2 separate regions of the Gossypium hirsutum genome follow, and region 1 is linked to region 2. The links are chromatin contacts, called in public Hi-C maps. All regions are on one chromosome and are shown on one strand. Each heading gives the region's core, a stretch centred on a gene start, on an enhancer-like site or on the middle of the called end of the contact. The rest is flanking DNA. Distances are from core to core; before and after follow the strand shown.

The links. Hi-C and Micro-C count contacts between places; a contact is called where the count stands out from the background.
Region 1: a contact with region 2 is called in a Hi-C map of leaf, with 2.9 times the contacts expected there. The contact joins the promoter of LOC107911211 here to the promoter of LOC107911282 in region 2. A contact is called at or near these places in 9 of 34 Hi-C or Micro-C datasets (callus, hypocotyl, leaf and 2 more).

What each region holds. Positions count from the first base shown.
Region 1 is chrD08:41,950,258-41,955,593 of Gossypium_hirsutum_v2.1, reverse strand. LOC107911211 reads left to right here and starts at 2,726. Exons shown (of 7, transcript XM_016839091.2): 1 at 2,726-3,264; 2 at 3,621-3,747; 3 at 3,827-3,909; 4 at 4,065-4,128; 5 at 4,248-4,365; 6 at 4,518-4,672; 7 at 5,260-5,336. The coding sequence starts at 3,688. LOC107911202 (fumarate hydratase 1, mitochondrial) reads left to right here. Exons shown (of 7, transcript XM_041098187.1): 3 at 1-2; 4 at 93-234; 5 at 344-373; 6 at 468-533; 7 at 761-1,157. The coding sequence ends at 847.
Region 2 is chrD08:41,814,734-41,819,533 of Gossypium_hirsutum_v2.1, reverse strand. LOC107911282 reads left to right here and starts at 2,759. Exons shown (of 15, transcript XM_016839153.2): 1 at 2,759-2,876; 2 at 3,160-3,274; 3 at 3,517-3,602; 4 at 4,797-4,800. The coding sequence starts at 3,206.

The DNA.
Region 1 (5,336 bases), core at 1,477-3,976, 140 kb before region 2:
AGGTTTGTCTGCAATTTGGATAACCCTCTTTTGTGTGTGTGTGTGAGTGTGGTTGGCATTATTCTGATGGTTTCAGCATTTTTCTTATTCAGTGGTCATTTTCATTCATTGATGATCATTGTCCTTTGCTATCAGTCATTAAGATTGCTGGGTGACGCATTTGCTTCATTTGAGAAGAACTGTGTGAGGGGAATTCAAGCCAATAGGGAAAGAATTTCTAAATTACTGCATGAGGTCAGTTGATGCCACATCTTGAATGTTTTAATTTTATTTTGATACCATATGATAGATTGTCAAGCTAATGATCATATGTTGTCTTGTGACATTTTGAATGGTCTTGCAATCTCTAATGCTTGTCACATCTTTGAACCCTGTAAGTTCTCTTCCCTGCTTCTATCTAGGATCAGTTGTTCCTCAATGAGTCTTTTGCATTTTGAACACGTCTCTAATGATCTCTTTGCTTTCAGAAAATTGGTTACGACAATGCTGCAGCAGTTGCCAAGAAAGCACACAAGGAGGGGTCCACTTTGAAGGTGAGATTTGTTTCTTCTCTTTATGGTTCACTTCTTGAGTATCTTTGATGCGATCATGGATAGCAATGACTTTGTTTTGTTGTGCTTACTGACATCTTAATATGGAAATTCGACCTCACTTAAGTTGTTCTCATATGGAACTGTTTCAATGTTTGTCCTAATCCTTTCCTTTGATGGCTGAAATACTGAATATGACCTACACTTGTTTCTATGCTTATCTTCTGCAGGAAGCAGCATTGAGCCTTGGTGTGCTCACAAGCGAAGAATTTGACACTCTTGTGGTCCCAGAGAAAATGATTGGCCCATCTGACTGAATTTTTTTTTTTTTTTTTTGCTAGAGGAGACTTGAGCAGCAATTGCTTAGATTTTAATTAATTTTAAGACCATTTTTCTCAGTCAAATTACAAAATAGAATCCGACCGCGATTTTCTTCATATTCTGATTATGGAAAACAATATTATTGAGGTTTCCCATTTGCTTGGAATTGTTTATGCAGCTTATGTAGTGAAAAAAAATAACAGTCGCGGATTGACTAATAAGGGGAAAACCTCCCTCATTTGTAAGGAGACTGATTGAAGTAAAGTTGAAGGCAAAATAAAAGAGATGGCATCGAGTTTTGGTACATACTAATGCTCTTGAATCCTTTTTTATGTATGTTAAAGGTGTTGCCTTTCATTTAAGTTATTCATGTAACAGTACTGCAAAATGTGTATATTTTCTCTTGAACACCAAAAAGGAGAAAAAAGAAAAAAAGCTTTCATTTGGAGAGATGCAAAATGATGACATTCAGTGATGAAGCTAGTAAGTTCGATTTTTGGAAGAATTTTTCTACTATTGCCACCGTAGTCATTATAACTAGCTTTGCTCATTTATCTACCAATCAAGTTCTAGTGAGCATAACACCATGTTTTGTTTGACAAGTCCAATAGTACCGGTAGCTTTCCCATCCCTACTGATCGTTATCCACCATGGTTAAGGTGTTTCTAGCAGTAATCAAAATGAGTTTATAATCCTTCTTTGACCAATCAACACCCCGAATAATCAAGTTGATAAATAATTAGGGTGTAATTGAGTCGAGTCGTGCTCATTTAAAATTCAATGTTTGATACTTTGCTCAAGCTCGATCGAGCATCATTTTTAAGCTCATGTTCAAGTTTGATTAAGCTTTTTTACATCGAGTTTAACTAGGCTTGTTTATAATTTTTGCATTCTCTAACTAAATTAATAAAATATTACTTTTTGAATGTGAGATTATTATTGTTATTTAAAATTTAATTACCAAATCCAAAACAAGATGCTTACTATTCCACTAAATCCTTCCTTGCTAATAGGAAAGTGATGATGATGACAACGACGACGATAATAGTGATGATGACGGTGAATCAAATAATTTAAGTGGTTTTGAAATGGAATTAACAAGAGATGCTATAGCTTCTAGTTTAATGAATTCACTTTAAATTGTAAATGCTATTGTAAAATTTTTAGTATTTATATTTGATATATAAATATTATTCCTTTTTAAAACTTCAATCCAAATATATGTAATATTTTAATTTGTTAGGTTTATGTTTTCTATGTTATGTTAATATCTAATATGAGTTATATATTTAAATACATTTTAAAATAAAATAATACAAATGTGTTGAAAGCATTAATTAAAAATAAAAAATAATTTTTATAATAATACAATTGTGTCAATATCCAATTACAAATATTTAATTATTATATTTAAATATTTAAATATAGTTTATATATTCTAATTAAATTTAATAATTAATTAATATTAATTACTTAGAAATATTTAAAATTAATTTTATATATTAAAATATTAACCATAAGTTATAATAAAATATTTTTTATATTTTTGCTAAAAATCATAATATTAACTAATTTGAATATTATTTAAATACATATTTGTTACTTTATAATATCATGTCTAAAATGGACATTTTATTCTTCAAAAGCACTTTTTAACAACAATACCAAACAATCAAAATTTTCAAAAGTATTTCTCAAAAGTACTTCTCAAAAGTACGTTTCCACAGCAGTTTTGAAAAGTAATGAAAAACTGGCCCTAAGTGATATACTACAATTATTAGCTTTGTCCTCAACTATCAAGATCTTCACGTGGAGGTTGTTACCTGAAATCAATTTTGAGTAATCTCTTGATTAGATCACCAAGGCACTAAGGCGAAAGTAAGGAACTACTCGGACTCACTTTCCCCTTAGAATTTCTATTTACCTATGTATCACCTAGAGTAAACAGCATACGCATAAATCAAGATTATCGGTATGGTAACAATTGTATTAGGCAGTGGATGCGAAGAGATAAATGATGGATCAGAGATTGGGCTCATGGAATTGTTTGACTCAATCAAGCATCCAGCACTGATCAATGGATCAACAGGGGCAGCGTTGGTAACGCAGATTATCAAGCCTTTTCTTTCACTCCATGAGCCGAAGGGAAAAAACAAGAAAAGATGGGTGTATAATGGTCTTTTAACATTAAGCAATACGATCATACAGAAACGACTCTACCCACCGGTCATGGTTATGTACAAGTTTGAGGAAAGTCAAAACACTTCCCGTTAACACAACAGCGATAAGAGAAAAATATCTCTTCATCTTTTGTTAGAAATTCTTTTTCTATAACCAAATCATTATCTGTATCATTCAAACTTATTCTTTCTTTTTCTGCTCCTGCTGCGTATACAAAAAGAGATCAACTTCTGTAAGCTCTGCAGAACCTTTTTTTTTACTTATTTACTTTGGTTAATGGGATTTTGGTTTTATTAGTTTTCTTGCTTTGCTTTTAGTTTGTTGTTTTAGCTTTCGAATATGGGGCATAATTTGTTCTCTTTTTGTAATAGTTTGAGCTGTTAATTACGGGTTAATTGATTCACTTTGATGTAAAAAAAATTGAAAATTCAATGGTTTAATTGTTCCCGGTTCATGAAAACCTTGTCCCTGTAAGTGGGTTAGATACGAATTTTATGACAAAGTAGATTTATGAGATTTTAATTCTAAATCTAGGAAGCATGAGTGATTGATTATTCTTTTGATATACATGTTATCTCAATATTGAAGGGTTCCGCTTTAGGATAGGTCCCGTAGCAGTTTATAGTCTCGGCAAAGATTGAGAAGTGGTGCATTCATGTTGAATCTGTTCAGTTTGCGGGGACTGCCTTGGACTGGTGCTGATGGTCAGCAAAAGGTTCATTTAACAGCCTCTTTGAACTTCCCATTTGGTTGTCATTGATTATCATACATCCCTTAGTCACCTCCATTTTCAGGTTCAGTTAACGGCTGCAGAGTTGGAATCACTTAGATCGGAACTCGCTGATATAGAAGAGAGAGAAGCTCACATGAAAGCTCGGTAAAGGAGAGCTGAATCTTGTCCTTTGAACTATTATGTATATTTTGGTCAACTATATATGAACCTTTAGTTCTTGAGGTCTAGCAAATAATATTCCTACGTAATATTCAGATTTGGATACTTTTGCATGTGATGATGTTTCTGTGTCATTGCAGGTTGGAACATATCGATGGGATTTTGCGATCGGCTCGACTTTCTGGCTATTTGTACATTCGAACCGTATGCATTTTCCAATTTTGCTATCATTTGTATCAAGTTTATCCTGCATCCAGCTCTTTGTTCTTGCAGTACTGTTACTCTCCTGGTTAATGATCTTCCTACATATCTTTCATTCTCAGAGATGGACAGCTTTACCCGGAGAACCTGCTCCTATCGATGATACCAAAATCAACGATTGGCTTCCTCGATTCATTGTTCTTCACGGCCAATGTATATTCTTCTATTTACTCTCCACAGGTAATTAACCCTTTGATGAATTAAGTTTCAAATGGAGCTAAACTTTGAAAAAGCAATAAGTAAACTAGTAAGATTGAAGGATACATGAAACAGGTTGGTATATTAATTATAAACATGACTTGATAATCAACTTCTTAATTTACAATCTGCAGATTTGAGCCCTCAGGATTCCACCCTACTGTCCGATGTTGTGGAAGTAGGTTCCTTGCCAAGTTTCACGAGAGAAGATGAAGGAACACGATATTCCTTTTATATCTTAACTCGCCAAGGACTGCGCTATGAATGTTCACATGTTTCTCAAATACAGGTAAACAATGCGTCTTTAATATGCATATATATGAACAGAGTACAATGTGCTGTTCTAAACTCATAAACGTTATTGCTTCATGTTATTTTTGTAAAGTATGCTTGCTGCTGAGTACTGAGCCTGTGTAAGTTGAGGTCAATTCCGCATTTGCTTATTTGTAATTTATTAAGATGAAGCTAAGCTATGTTACTGAGTGTAATATGTTTAATTTTCTCTCTATATAGCAAGGTCAACTCAAGACTTACGGTGAGTTTGGATGGGGATTGGGTGCAGTGCGGTGCGTTTAGCTTACTTTTTGTCTCAAGCTATAGTATCGTTACAGTATCTAATCTCACCGCCACCGTTGTTTTTACACTAACCGCAGGTAAACGCACCGCCCATCCAAACTCACCCTTAGTCTATTTGATTAGTACATATAATCACCGTTATGCACACACAGCTAATAAGTTGAGATTCGAATTCTATCATCTATATATACACCTCTAAGCATATATAGTAAGGTTGAAGAAAATCAGATAATTTCACTGTGTCCATGTAAATTTTGCATTGATCAAATTTGAGTTTTATTATTTTCTGTGTTTTGGTAGGTGGACACCTGGCTATCGGCTTTGCAGACAGGCTGCAAGGTGGTTTCTGAATCTGATGTTTTAGTTCCAAATGGTTA
Region 2 (4,800 bases), core at 1,510-4,009:
TATAGAAATACAAACCGTATATTCCAAGCTACTCGACGTCGATCTTGTCTTTTCCTTTCTTACTCGAGGATTCCGGGACAACATTCGTTATGGAATAAAATAATTACAATATAATAACATACCACTCAATTCACAAGAATTTCAATTTTTCTATTATATTTTGTTTATTCTTCAATTTAGTCCCTAAATCGAGACTAATTTTAATCTCTATATTTAACCTCAAATTTTTATACTAATTTCACTCTAAGCTAAATTTAGCTCCCTATTTTCAATTCTACCCCTTAATTTTGATTTTTTTTACAATTTAGCCCCTATTTCTCAAAATTAACATTTAACTCCACAATTTAGTCATTTTCCACTTCTAACTTAAAAATCTATCAATATAATCCCAAAAACTCTAACTAATCAACAATGGTAACATCTTCAATCTTGAAAAATACTAAAAATTGTAACATGGGTCGACAAGTTCTAAGTATCGGGATTCAAAAAATGTAAAAATTACAAAAAAAAAGGACTAAACTGACTAACCAATTGAAGCTTGAATGTTTTAAAAACCCTTATGGCCATCCAAGTTCTTTTTCTTCTCCCTAATTTTGAAATTGCATGTAAAAGAGAGTTAAAACATTCTCTTTCATGCCACTTTCCATTATAATTATTTTTATTTTGTTTTCATTTTATTTATTATTATAACATAAGTTTTATTAAGTAAACATAATATATAATATATATCATAAATGCTAAGTTGTGACCAACGAAACAAGGGTAGAATTATTACTTTAGTCCCTTTAATTAATTTCAATCTATAATTTAACTTTTGACTCTTTCACTATTTGGTCCTTGTACCTTAATAACTCCTAATTCAAGAAAATTGCTTACTAAAAATTTAATTCGCCTCTAATATGACTCCGTAAATATTTACGGGTCTGGTTTGTTGAAACAGAGTCCCAAAAATACACTTTTTCGACACCCCTGACTATCGAGTTGTTACAATTAAGTTTTATGTGTTATATGATGGAATGTTATATACATATATGATTGTATTATAAGTTCATGATATAATTTTGAACTAACCCATTTGATACATTGGTTGAAATTCTTATGGAAGTGTAAGGTTGCCAAAGATGCCATATTAGATATCATTGTATGAAAATTGTAAAAATTGTTGTAATGTTAAGGTAAGTTAAGTAAATTTCATATGGACTTACTAAGCATTCAAAAATGCTTACCCATTATGTCCTTTTTTGTTGTAGATCGTCAGTTTACGGAACATGTCGATTGGATCATCATGAAGCTCACACTATCCTATCAATGTTTCAATAGTCTTTTGCTCGTTTTAATTTCGATTATGTGGCATGTACATAGGTAGTAAAAGTAAGTCAACTTGAAACTATATGCTTGGTTTGAATTTGGACTAGTATATATATTATGAAATGATAATGCTTGCACTTGTATTGAGGCATGATTTGGTCATGTTATGTGAAGATATACATAGTGTTTTAATGGTTTATTTAAATGTGCTAATGGTTAGAATTGAACTTGGAAATGGCATGGTTGGTATGTGATTTGAATGGCTTGGAAGAAGAAAGACTAGTTTGTGTTTTAAACAAGTTGTTGGATTGAATTAGTATCAAAGATGTTTTGAATTGGTAATGGCTATATGCATTGATTGGTATGTATTTTGGAGTATTTTCTGTAGGTATGATGTGTGGTTAAGTGCACCATCTTAACTAATTTTGGTTTTGGCATGAAAAGGGACCAAATGGTAGTTTTTGTCACATTTACTTTAAGGTATTGATACCTTGGTAAGTGTATCAATGCCTAGTATTTTCAATCGGTTTTACAAACAAATAGAAGGCCAATTTGGTATCGAGACTAAGGTGAGGTATCGGTAACTATAAGGAAATTTCGGTACATTGATTCAAGTATCGATACCTTATGATTTGAATTTGATTTTATGAAACGTCAAAGCTTAATTTGGTATCGGTAATTTTCTAAAATTCCAATTTATTCCTTTTTGCCACATTTCCACATCCATAATATTTTTCTTTGATTTTTATCTCTAACATCAATTTTTATTTCATAAAAATTCTTTATTTGACTCATTTTCTAATTTTGTTAAAAATTTACTATATTCGATTCCAAAATAGTGTTTTATGTCTTATAGAAACTTTTGGGTGTTATAAGGAGAGGATTGTACCAATCGACTATAAAAGCACATTCTTTTCTAATTCTTTAAATGAATGTTTACTTTTTAGTTTTAATAATAAAGAGAATGTAACAACAGGTAACGGTAATGTGGAATGGGATATTTTATTTGGAATTATAACATAGAAAATATGTTCAATAAACTCTTGATGCAATGATAAGAGTATTATATTATAAACATGAGAGCTTGGGTTCGATCCAAGTCCAACCATATTCCCTTCCTCCAATTAAAAAAGAAAAAAAGAAAAGTAGTTTTATCTTTATTTAGGACCTATATTTGACATTTATTGGGAGACGAATGCAGAGACTATTGTTGACAAATATCTTTAGCTGTTTAAGGTCACTCATAACTTCCTCATATTACCAAACAGAATTATGATCATATTTTAATTCTACTTCTAGAAAGAAGAAAAAAATAATGGGCCAAAAAAAGACAATCATTTTCATTTATTTATTTACTTGGGATAGCGCAAATATTGGGCTTTAGTTGCCCCATATCAAAGCCCAAGATTCATATTAGGCTTTAAGGCAGCATATTCAATTTTCGAAACTCGCAGTTACGAAGATGCCCTTTCTTGATCCTCATCACATCTTCACTTCAGCGATACAGACACGAGAAAGGGGATGGCGGACTCTTCTTTCATTCGCTTCTAATCTTTTCGCTTTAAAAGGTAACTAATCTTTCTTAATCCTCCCATTTTTCATATTTCTCTCTCTCTCTCTCTCTCTCTCTCTCTCTCTCTCCCTCTTTATTTCTAATTTTTTTATTTAATTACTGAATTGACCTCTTAAACTTCTTTGAAAATCCCTATTTCTGTGAGGTTAGCAACTTAAGTTTTTGAATAACATCGATATATGCATACCCAGACGATCCTAAGTATGCATGTATCTTTGATCATTTGATTTTTTATATGATTTTGATATTTTACTGGGTTTTTGTTGTTATTCTTGTAGGTTTTCATTTATTCTTGACAGGTTTGTAATTTTTGAAAAGATAAAAATGGATGTGGATTTGGTTGCAAGTGGAATTTTGGACGAGGATACTATTCCAGTTATTGATCAAAACAATGTAAGCTTCTAGTTAAATGATTATTCGGATTATTATTACTTCGGTTATTTCATTTCATTTTACTTTATCTTTTATTTTGTTTCCAATTGTATCCTAGTTTCTTTGATTTTTGTAGCTGAAAGTTGAAAACTCTAGTGTTAGATGCGTGGAAAAAGTATTCAAATACTTGCACTGGTTTATGATAGTTGTTTGATTTAGAGTCTTGAATGTCTGTGTTCTTTTCCTTTTCCTTTTAAATACAGGATCTTTCTAATTTCGATGGCGGAAGATGCGGGATATGCATGAATATTATTATTGACAGGGGGGTTCTTGATTGCTGTCAACACTGGTATTTTTCTGCATACTGTTTCTAGTTATTCCTATTTTCATCTTTACCCCCTGCAGCATCTTTAATTAGAAGCAAAGCTCCTTTTCTTTATGGCGCTAGTAGTGTGGGTAGGCATCTAGTTTTCTCTTAGGGGGCGTTTGGTTCGCCGCGTAACATACATTCCAGACTACGGTGTTTGGATTTCAACATTCTAGCCATCCCGTAATATTATAGGGTGTTATGGCCTCTTTCTTAGGTAATCTGATATTCCGGGCGGAATCTGAATTTAGGACAAAATTACTTCTCTTTTCATTATATTTATCAATATAATCCTTTTTATTATATTTTAAGACAAAAACCAAAATATCTCTTCTTTTTTTCTTCTCTTTTTCTCTTTTAAGTTTGAAAACTAAAATTGATGCAGATACTCTATTTTGTATATTTGTATGGATATTTTTTGACAAAGCCTGCCTTAATATACTACTTTTCTTACAAGGCAAAAGAAGAAAACTATGTTCTTTATCAACCATGAAATAACTTTAAGAATGGATTTTTCATACGTAAATACAATCTTTGTGAGTATATAAACTGTAGGGTTTTCCTTGTTTGAAAAAAAAATTAAAGAATTTGGTTATGGTCAGTGTTTCATGTACTTAAGAATGTCTGCAACAAGTAAGCACACAGTCCTCCAAAAATTGGCTGAGCTGACTCGTATACATATTTGGGTCATTCCTAAAATGATCAACATGTGGTGTGGAGACAAACCATATAAATAAATTTTCATAATTAGGTTTAGTTGTGGTTCAATTGAATTCATATGATCCTTCAAAAGAAATTGAATTCATATGATAAAATAAAGGTGTAATAAAAGTGAATTTATTAAGTTATTTTAATTTATAAAAAATTGAGACTAAAAAATGTTGAAAGAAGTGAACTTGTAAACGCAAAATCTTACATTCCCGTAATCCTATTACGAAAGATAATCTTTCATTCCCGCAATCTTATTACGTTCACTTGTAGATTATATTTCTCAATCTTTCTCCTCAAGGAGTAAAGTTAAGTAGAAGAAGCTACACTGTTATTTTGTTTTGACTCTGTACTTTGATTTTTTTAATGTGACACTTTTTTGAGATTGATTAAAAAATCAATTAGTGTTCTGATGTCTTTGGATCCTGTTGTGAATTTGATGATGCGGGTTCATCTTGTGAATTTCAGGTTT